Linked DNA regions of Sus scrofa: region 2 is linked to region 1. A link is a contact called in public HiChIP or PLAC-seq data. All regions are on one chromosome and are shown on one strand. The core of a region is the stretch at or near the end of the contact, and the rest is flanking DNA. Distances in the headings are between cores, read along the strand shown.

Region 1 (5,337 bases), core at 1,771-4,270:
CTCATGACAGAGACCTCATTATTATTTAAAATCATCGGTTCTCAGAGGTCCCATCGTGGCGCAGCGGAAACGAATCTGACTAGGAACGATGAGGTTGCACGTCCCATCCCTGGCCTTGCTCAGTGGGTTAAGGATTCGGCATTGCCGTGAGCTGTGGTGTAGGTAACAGAAGCAGCTTGGATCTGGCATGGCTGTGGCTGTGGTATAGGCTGGCAGCCGTAGCTCTGATTCCACCCCAGTCTCGGAACCTCCATATGATGTGGGAGAGGCCCTAAAAAGCAAAAAAAAAAAAAAAAAAACCCAAACAAACATACAAACAAAATAAAATCATCTGTTCTCGTCTTAGACCCAATCATAGTGTTTTCCATTGTATTAAGATGAGATCTGCCTCCCCATTACTTGAGCTGATCAGGGCTTGCTATGCCCTACAGAGCAGAGTCAAGCAAATGAATTCCTATTTCCCTTAGTATCTTTTTTAATTTAAGGACATCCCACTCTGATTGTTCCCAATATGCTCTCACTGTCCTATTCGGACTCTCTTATGTCCTGAAATAAAAAAAATGGAGAGCTGGCTCGGTCCTCAGAAGACTTTAGGATACCCTTCCTTTTTCAAAAGTGGGATCTGAGGATCAGAGAGATGAGAGAACTTTCTAAATAAGTTTAGAAATTAGTCTCCTTAAAAATCAGGTCTGTGGTCTTTTCATTACATCATCAAAACATACCCCCAATTTTTACATTTCCTGAATTGCCCCCAAACTCCAAAAATTACTCTAAAATTCACTTCCTTTGGTTAAGTACACCTTCTTTAATACTTACCGGAACTAAGAGGGTAGGGGCTTTCTAAGTATCCTGATCACAATGTGGGAGCATGCCCTTTCTATTGAATCAGTGATTATCAATTCTAGTTGCATATTTGAAGCACCCAGGGCATTTATTATTAAGACCAATTAAATCAATATGGGTCTCAAGCATCAGTACTTCCCCCAGGTAATTCTGATTGACAATAAGGATTGAGAAACACTACATTAGATAATACTACTTCATTTTCTAAAAAGGTGAGAATCAATACAGTATTTGAACACAAGAAGGGAAGATGACTGGCTCTGAGGATTTGATTATACTATTTGATCTCAACTTCTTATAAAGGAAGAATGGAGGCGTTTGACTCATTTCTTTCTACCTTTAGTTTCAGAGATGTGAAAAATGACATGACCTACCTTTGTACTTTGAACTATACCTTGCTTGTATGCCTTTTATCTGGCTCTCAAGCCTTGTAGGGGCATGATTATCTTGCAGCTCCTTGCAGTATCTCTGGTGTGGCCTGGGAGAGGGAGGGAGTATCATTATAGTCATTTTACAGGTTAGGCATAGGGTTGTCTAATGCACAAAATGACAGCCCATCTGGCAGCCAGTCAGTTATTTGGTGATATCAGAGGAACATTTATTCTTGCCTACATTTAGTGGCATTGCCCATGCAAGGCACAGACCTGTCCTCAAAACTTTTATCTTGGTTAGAAAAACAGGTTTTAGAGGGAAAAAGGTATATTCGTAAAAAGGGGAAAAGGAAAGGGCTATGTTAAACAGGTAATAAATGTGGGGCAATTCTCAAGAGAATATTATTTTTGATCTCACCCTCATACCATTTCTGTGTCTGTGCTCCATGTACTTTGTAAACATCTCCTTTCTGATATTTCCATACATTAGATGTAGTTCAAAGTTTGCATGCCAGTCTCTCACTGGGTTATGAATTCTGAGTTTGAATCTCTAGTTGCTGCCATCATGTCTGAGATAGTTCATGCTACATAATTATTTGCTGAATGACTGCAAGATGCTGGCATTGGAGATTGTTTAGGACTAAGAGACCTGTGTTGTGTGCATTCCTATCAGCTACTCAGATTATCTCTTTATTTTCTCAAGGTTCCCAGGGCTCTGAGAATAGGTATCTTAAACTCTACTCAAGGTCTTTAAGAAAAACCACTTGCAAACCCCCTTAAACCATTTCTGTCCTATATTGTCCTATAATGTAGACATGCCCCTGAGGGGTTCCATTTCTCAGTTGCCCGAGGTTGCAAATGAGTGGCCTGAATAGGTCCCCTTTGCAATCCGAAAACAAACAGCCAAATTAAAATACCACCATATTTTGTATGAACTGAAGATATTCCATTTTATTCTTTCCACTATCCTGAATAGAGAACTGCATGCCAACGTCATCTCAAGGTGTCTTTCCCGTCATCAATTGTCCAATTTTTGTGAATAACTAGAAAATGCACATACGCATCTGAAGGCATACGTGTCGCTTAACAAAAAAATAACCCCCTGAAATGTAATTACCAGATTAAAAAAAAAAATGCACCCAGTTTCAGAGCCTATCACATCTCCCGCCTCGGAACACAGCTCCCCCAACACTGCTCCTGTTGTGTCAGATAGCGGCAGTGTTGAGCCCCGGAGCCGGCGCCTAGTCCGCCGCGGTCCCCGCGGCCGCCCAGTTTCCGCGGCGGACTCGGGCGCGCAGAGACACTGGGCCTCGAGGGCGCTGGGGAAGCAAGAAGGGCGCGGGGGGCGACGAGGGGTCCCCGATCCGCCTCCACGAACTGTGTTCCTTCTCCCGCTCAAGATCCCCACTCTTCCCAATTGATCGAAATTCACAAAAATTCACTGAGGGAGGGTGAAGGGAGAGGTGCTTGTTGGTTACTGGTTGTGCCACCCCCGGCGCAAGTAGGAAAGCGGCCCCCGGCCGGTTGGGCAAGAGGTGTGGGAGCCCGCGCCCCCTCCGAAGCAGATCGCGGGGTGGCGGTCCCCGCTCAGCTCCGCCGCGCGGCCGCTCCGATCCTCCCCCTCCCCCGCCCGCGCCCTCCCCCTTCCTTTCACTAGGACTCCGGGACTCGGGAGAGGGCGCGGGAGGCAGGCACTTGGGCCCGACCCCACTCCAGCGCTCGCCGGGGACGGGGGCGGGTGGCGAGGGGACGCGACGGGGGCGCGGGGCGGGCGCGGTCATGGAGCGGCGGCGGCGGCGACGGCGGCAGCAGTAGCGACCGCGGGCGAACGAGCCGGCGGGCAGGGCCGCCCGGCGCCGCGGAACGAACTGCACAGCTCAGCAAAAGCGCCCTCGCCCTCCGCGCGCTGCCTCCTGCGAACCCATAGCCGGCAACATTTTTTAAGGCTCCAATCCATCCTTTGAAGAAAAGAAAAAAAAATAGCATTGATTGGAGAGACGGGGATATATATAATTGGGGGGGGGCCCTTCTGCTAAAATTAGCCGGGCTTGCGGCGCGCGGTGTGCGAGTGTGTGCGTGCGTGTGTGTGTGTGTGTGAATGTGATTACTCCAGGACTCCTCGGGCTCCGGAGACGCCATTTTCCCCCTTGATATCTCTCTCCGTAAATCGGTGGCGCGGCGGAGGCGGCCGCGCCGGGCGGGAAGCGCTGGGCCGTTCTGGGCGCCCGCCGCTCGCCTCCGCCTCCGCGCGCCCGGGGGCCCCGGCGCCCCCCGAGCGAGGGCGGCCAGCCCGCTGCTCGCCGTGTGACAGATGCTCATCGCCATGGAGTTGCCGCAGCAGCACCTTCGGGGGCTCGGGCGAGCTACGGGAGCCGGGATCTGAGCGAGCGCTGGGCCAGCGGAGCCGGAGCCGCCGGGACGTGGGTGAGCACGCGCGGCGACCTTGGTCCGGGAGCCGGGCGCCGAGCCTCCCGCCGTACCGCGGGCCCCCGCACGCCCGGGGTCGGGGGCGGTGTGTGTTCTCTGCATGCAAAAGTTAACGTTGCCTCGCTGGGGCTTTGACTTTGCACCGGGCGGGAAGGGGAGTCGGGGCCGAAGGGGCGGGATGCAGGTCCCGGCGAGGCTGCCGAGGATGGGCGCAATTCCGGCCCGTCGGCTGTGGGCAGTGATGCTGGCTCATTTGGAGTGGCTCGTTGGTGGCGGCGAGGGTGGCAGCATCGGGCTGGAGGTCTGGGACCTTACTGAGCTTGGCCTAATCTGATCTCCCCCACCCCCTGCCGCCGCCGCCGCAGCCTTTTGCACCCTCCCTCGGTCCGGCAGCCGGCTGCTGGAGCTGGCGGGTTTGGCTTTGGTGGAGTGGACTCGAGAGGGGGAGGGGGTAAGGAAAGGGGTGGGAAGGCGGCAGGATATTTCCCCCCCCCTCTTTGTAACTTGCAGGTTAAGTGGAGCTAGAGAGCTACATTGTATATAGCTGAATTTTTTGGGGGGTGGGGGGGGAGAATATATCAGAATCTAACGTGTCGTTGATAGAAAGAAGAACAGGGAAGAAGTGGTCCAGCCGGCGAAGGTTGGTGTGTGCTTGTGTCGTGGCTCTGTGTTAGTCTTTTCCTTAAAATCTTAATCAATGGATTTGAGTCTCTTTCTCCTGCTCTCTGGTTTTGGGACTCTGAAAAGACAGGAATTCCCTTAAAAGCAGGCGAATGCCTTTTTTGAAAGCACGCATTGTGTGTGTTTCTAGAGGAGTCGTGGGCTTGGGAATTAACGACAGGCTTCCCCGTTCGGTGGTTTCCAGTGGGAAATAACTCCTGAAAGGGAACCCTTCAGTATCGATTTATTGTTTTTGTCTTTCAAACCACTATCTCTTTGACTAAAATACTGTCCGAGAAGTTCCACAGAGACAAAGTCAGGTAAACTGGACTGGGCAGATCTTTAGCAAGATGGTGATAATGCTGATGCTGTTTTTGGTGTCTGTTTGTGATGGAAGCATTGTTGGGTAATAGCAATTTCTGATCGGTAGAGCATGCTGGCTCTACAAAAATAAGTAACTACCGAAATGCTGTCTTCCAGTCCCCATCCCCTACACGCGGCAACACCCCTCCTCCCACGACCCACACCAGTTACAATTCTGAAATAAGATCCAAGTGGAAATATTTTCCTTGGAGATCGGAAAGTTGTGCCAGTTGAAGTACGAGGTGAGGCTAGAGAGACTGGGAATGTGGGGAGAGGGCTCTATTGACCCTCGATGCTGCATTTATTCTTTAGGTGTGTCTTTGTGGGTTCTGAGGGTGTGTGTATTGGTCTAAGAGGACTGTTGAGGGAAGGATTTCCGATTTGTTTCCGCTTCAAATAAACTGTCCTGATAATCTCATGGTTGACATCTAATGCTAAAAGGCCAATTTGTGAGTCTATCCCTGCAGAAGCTCTCCTCCCAAAGGGCAGTTTATTTTGGAATTCTACCACAGCTACTTTTCCTTCTAAACCTCCTCTTTCCCCTCCACCACTAACCACACCTTTTTCCCTAAAGTTAGTTGGAGTCCATAGGCTGTATAGAAATACTAATATTACTTGTTTTTCTCTGACATTATTTTTTTCATTCCTTTATTCTTCAATCCTCTTTTTAATC
Region 2 (5,337 bases), core at 827-3,326, 210 kb after region 1:
ACCAGCATGACTTGGAAAGTATTCAGGGATCTCCTTGTTTGGGGGGCAAGTCACTGGTACACATGTGAACTCAAAGGATAGCTCTGGCTTGGAGACACAGCCTCCGCCATGAGTGGTGTGTTCTAAGATGCATTCATCAAAATCAGCTTCCATGGGGTGTGATCCTGTGTCTGACCCTCTTGAGACTGGGCCAGTTTCTGATGTACTAACGTAGCACAGTCGTGCAATTAAACTCTCTGCTTGCAGCAAATACTCTCCTCCCATCTTCCTCTATAACATCCTTTTAAATATATATATATGTAGATATATATAGATATATATCTACATATATATATATGCCATAAATAATCCACCATTTTAAGAAACAGAGCCCTTGCGCCAATCTGAGTGATTCCACTTCCCTTAAGTGTGTATCAGTCTAGATTAGCTAATCAGAATGTCTACAGACATATTCATACATCTCACTAGGTACAGGACCAACTACCAAAGGAACCGAGAAACCTTTGTAAAAAGCATTTAATTCCTTGCACTTTGGGGATCGATAGGGTCATACTCTAAACCAATATGTAGGATATGAAGCAATAAAATCAGCTTATATTTATATGACAGTTTTATGTACTGCATTATACATTGATGAGCACCAGCAACATGTGAAATAAGTAAAGATATTTAATTCCACTTTACAGCAGAAAAAGTAGAGACTGAGGCAGATTAAATGATTTGCTCAGAATCCTCAGGTGTTTAGTGGTAAGGTGATAAAAAGGATTCACCCACACTCTAAAACCCCACTCTCTTTTTGTTCTTTGCTGTCTCATACATAGACATGAGACACCAGGTAGCTGGTATTGTGCACTGGTGGCATTTCTGTATATTTCTGTTTTACCTATACAAAAGATTTAGATTTTCTAGTAAACTGAATGTTCTGCAAAGGAAAACTAGAACCAATGGGGGTTGGATGAGAGAGGCAGATTTCTGGTTTATTTAGAAAGGCTGGGAGTTCCCGTCGTGGCACAGTGGTTAACGAATCCGACTAGGAACCATGAGGTTGCAGGTTCGGTCCCTGCGCTTGCTCAGTGGGTTAACAATCCAGCGTTGCCGTGAGCTGTGGTGTAGGTTGCAGACACGGCTCGGATCCCGCGTTGCTGTGGCTCTGGCGTAGGCCGGTGGCTACAGCTCTGATTGGACCCCTAGCCTGGGAACCTCCATATGCCGCGGAAGCGGCCCAAGAAATAGCAAAAAGACAAAAAAAAAAAAAAAAAAGAAAGAAAGAAAGAAAGGCTTTCCTAGCAGTGGAAGGCCCTTACCCCCATGTGCCTGGTTAGCACCCAATCTCTGAGTACGTATGAGTTGAAGGAAAGGCAGTATGGCAGAGGGGTTTCAGCAGGTGCAGGTACAGGTACAAGACCTGAGGCTAAATCTCAGCTTCAACACTTGCTAGCTTTCTGACCTTGTTCAGGTTAGATAACCTCTCTGAATCTTGGTTTTCTCATGCATGTGATTCAGGGAGCAATCCTCACCTCACCTGGTAGCAGAATGCGTAGGTACCTATGCAGGGACCTAGCACTTTCTCAATAAATGCTTGGCATTTCTCCAAGCTGTTGCATCCCTGCATCTCTTCTTTCCCTGCCACCTTGTCCAAGCAAACACCCTCTGTACCAAGTGAGGAAAGTTGGCCCAGTTGGTCCTTTCAATGGCAATACTGGGCCCAAGAGGCTATGGTCCCCATTCACAAATCTGGGCCCAGCATCTTATTAAGCTCACTTTAGATTCAGAAACCAGAAGAAGCTTATTGGAAAAATGGAACTGGAATCCCCAGAAACTGAGTAATTCACAAGTATACCATTTGGGAAATAGTTTCTATGTTTGCCAAAAGATGATACATGGAAAATTATTACTGAAGACTGCTCTTGTTCAAATAAAACTTCTTCCAGTCTGTTATGCTAGACCCTGCAGGCATCTTGAAAAAGCCTTTCCAAAAATAAACGACCCAGGTAATCTGAGTCTCACTGTATGTATGTCATGAGCTCAGTGCCTAGGTGTGTGTCTCAGTGTCTTTATGGCCTCAGATGACAGCTGGGCACAAGTGGAATCAAACAAGCCTTAGCTGTCTGTCTGCACCCCCAGCTGTCCCAGACCCAGCTTCCACTCCAGCTGTCAGTCAGTGTGTCTCCATTTCTTTTTTTTTATTTTATGATTTTTATTTTTTCCATTATGGTTGATTTAAGTGTTCTGTCAATTTCTGCTGTACAGCAAAGTGACCAGTCAGTTTCCTAATATACCAAATGGAGAGTTGTGTTTGAATGATGCCTAGGCTGCCTTCTGGCTCCAGCATTTTATCCTTTTTTCATTCCATTCCTATAGACATTGGACTTCAGAGCTATAAGGAATGTAAATGGGGGTTTTAAAGAATAAGGCATAGCTCTCCATAGCTCACTGTTTGGGGCACTGACTACTCATATCTTTATTTACTCTGCCCAAGATGTCCCTCAACCTACTTGGATCAAAGCCCTCCCATTTCAGTTTTTGACACGTGCATATTTTTCCTCATTGGCTAGTATACTTTCATATTGATATGTAGAAGTATTTTTAATTTAAAATAAAAAAAGAGTTTTTGGAATCTGTAGGCCTCAGGTCTACCCAGATGCCTTATGAAGAACGCCATCACCTTTCAGATGTCTCCAGTTTTTCTTAAAAATTTCAGTACCCATCAGAAATATGGAGAAAATCTCATCTTTGGGAGTTTTATTGGCTTGGTAACCACTTCTCTATTTGAAAGATTACTGGATTGTACCTTGTTTTATTACTACTCATTCAAAGAAGTCACCCATCCCATCTGATGCCACATATAAATGGCAGCTTTCTAAAGCTGCCCACAAGCTTTTAGTTGAGCTCAAAGTGACCTTCTAATTCCTGGTGAAGGATCTTCTCACACTGGCTTTAGCAGAGGCCCTGGCCTTCAGTGGACCACTGAGAACATTTTCCCAATGATTGAATGAATTGGGGAATGAGTGAGTATGTTTACCATCTGGTATTTGGGAAGAAGTTGAAGTTTGGGGTCATGTAGAATTTGGGTCTGAATTTAGATCTTTCTTTTAGTAGGTGCATGATCTTACTAAACCTTGGTTTTCTGCTTTGTCAGGTTGGGACATGAAGTCCCTTTGAGCATTACTAGAAGGATTAGAAACGATCAATTTAAAGCGCCTGGTACATGGGAGGTGCCCATTAAAAGAAGACCTTTTTAACTCTCCTGCCTCATGCAGTGCTGGTGCCCAGTGGGCCTTTATGAAGTGTTTGATGGCTGAAGAGAGCCTGGCACCATTCATCTGAGGCCACGAGTTATTCACACAGAGAGATTACTCCTCCTTTATCTATTGAGCTGCCATTCTCAGCTGGGGGAGTCCCCAGTCCCCTGGTTGACACATCGGTCTCGCCAACCAGGTGTATACCAGTCTTTCTGGCTATTCTGAACATAAGCTGAATTACCTGGAAATTCCCTTCCAGTAGGACTAGAGATTCCTGCTCTTGGGACAGAAATAGCAGTTCTGATAATGAGATGACAGAGCAGAGGGCTTTTCCCAACTAGGGCTCAAGTGATGGAGAAGCAGTCTAGGATGTGCTAAGGCCAAGGACTGCAGCAGGGCTTCAGGATAAGATAGGAATGAGCAGTATCTAGGATCAGTTATTCTAGGGTGAGTACCTAGACTGGGTGAAATTCAAGGACCACTGACTACAGGAGAAGGCACAGGCAGAAAATACAATGAGCCACTGGCCAACTATGTCCCAGATGCCCAGGGCTTATCCAAGCAGGGGAAGGATAGGAAGATGCCAAAGGTCAAATGGAGGAGAGGTATCAGGACATCCAGAAACGATGCCAGGAACCCAGGCTCCCAAATGCAAGGGCTAAGTTGAAGGAAGGTGGGACACTGAGGTGCAGGAAGGGAGAGCCAAATGAGGACCCATCTGGACCAATAAATAAATCACTTTCTGGGTTGAGCAAGGATCTTACACATTAGAGGAGCATTCAGTCTCCATCCTCAATGAAAGGCAACCCAATCCCCTCACTTGGTGGAGTTGTCCAGAGTGCTAGTTCTATTCCCTGCCAGGGAAGATGATGCATTTCTACAGTGAGCTCCCAGTGAGGTGAGGTGTGTAGCCTGAGCCTGCAGCCATGTACCTCAGGTGGTGAGAAGTGCCTAAGGAAACTCAAACCAAGGGTTTCATCCCCTTGCGGGAGTTAGCTCTGCCTGTGTGAAGCTGCATTCTTAGCAGCTCATCAAATGTCACAAATAGGCCACTTTTAGAGCACACTCAGGTTTTGTTCAGGTCAGTGTTTGGAGGAGTCTTTTTTATAGGATCGTAAGAAATCATGTTTTGAAGCTGATACTGTTCTCTCTATTCTTTAGCTAAAGATGTATCTTCCCTGAAGCCTTACGAATTGAATTGGTACCAAAAAGGAATAGGCTTCCCATTGGTGCAAAATAAAAAGTTGTATAGCAGACGAAGGAGCTTTGCGCTTTTATTAAAACGGTGACAATCAGCCTGTTCATTTCCTCAGACTTAGCTTGCCTACTCAAGTCCTAATGCTCCTCTATTATGTTTATCCCTTGTGTGGACCTATATGAGCAATGACTGTCATTGACATGGCCACTGCAGATTAATAACATTGATCCCACTAGCAGCTTACCTAGGGGTTTGGAGCATAGAAACTGATGGATAATAAATTGGAGGTCTAAGAATAAGTTACAAAGAAAGAGGGTGTTGAAATAATTGACAACCAATCTGTCCTGGGTGTCAAGGCAGCTGACTGCTTTAGTTTCAAGACCTTCTCCTTGAGGATTCTAGAGATGGCCTCATATATCCCAAGTGGTGCCCAGCCATTCTCTCCCCAAGGTATAAATAACATCCCTGACCAGTCACTGGCAAGTGAAAGCTTCTCTCTAATATACTTTTTTTTTTCCTTTTCCCATTTTATTAAGATATAATTGACGTACAGCACTGTATAAGTTTAAGGTGATTTACATACATCATGAAATATTACCGTAAGTTTAGTAAACATACATTATATCATATAGATACAAAATTAAAGAAATAGAAAAAAATTTTCTTATGATAAGAACTCTTGGGATTTACTCTCTCAGCAACTTTTATATATAACATGGAGCAGGATTAATTATATTTAGCTGCTTGTGCATTACAGCCTAGTATTGATATATCTTATGACTCCCTTCATTCAGTTCTCCCTCCCACCCCACACCTTTGGTAACCACTAATCTGATCTCTTCTTCTATGAATTTGTTTGTTTATGAAGTGTAATTGACCTACAAGACTATGTTAGTT

Evidence for each region. HiChIP or PLAC-seq counts read pairs in DNA pulled down with a chosen protein or histone mark.
Region 2: a contact with region 1 is called in an H3K27ac HiChIP or PLAC-seq map of skeletal muscle. The contact joins the enhancer-like site here to the promoter of SETBP1 in region 1. A contact is called at or near these places in 7 of 47 Hi-C or Micro-C datasets (adipose tissue, embryonic fibroblasts, heart right ventricle and 3 more) and 1 of 2 datasets of contacts at active chromatin or transcription factors (skeletal muscle).

What each region holds. Positions count from the first base shown.
Region 1 is chr1:94,292,312-94,297,648 of Sscrofa11.1, forward strand. SETBP1 (SET-binding protein) reads left to right here and starts at 3,021. Exons shown (of 7, transcript XM_021092436.1): 1 at 3,021-3,638.
Region 2 is chr1:94,500,090-94,505,426 of Sscrofa11.1, forward strand. All of the region lies in intron 4 of SETBP1 (SET-binding protein), which reads left to right. Among named protein-coding and RNA genes, the nearest start is that of SETBP1, 210 kb to the left of the region's middle. Within about 2 kb of position 2,077, at least 1 of the 83 cell types and tissues checked has an H3K27ac peak or open chromatin away from gene starts, as enhancers often do. A contact at or near this core is called in skeletal muscle, where this site is marked.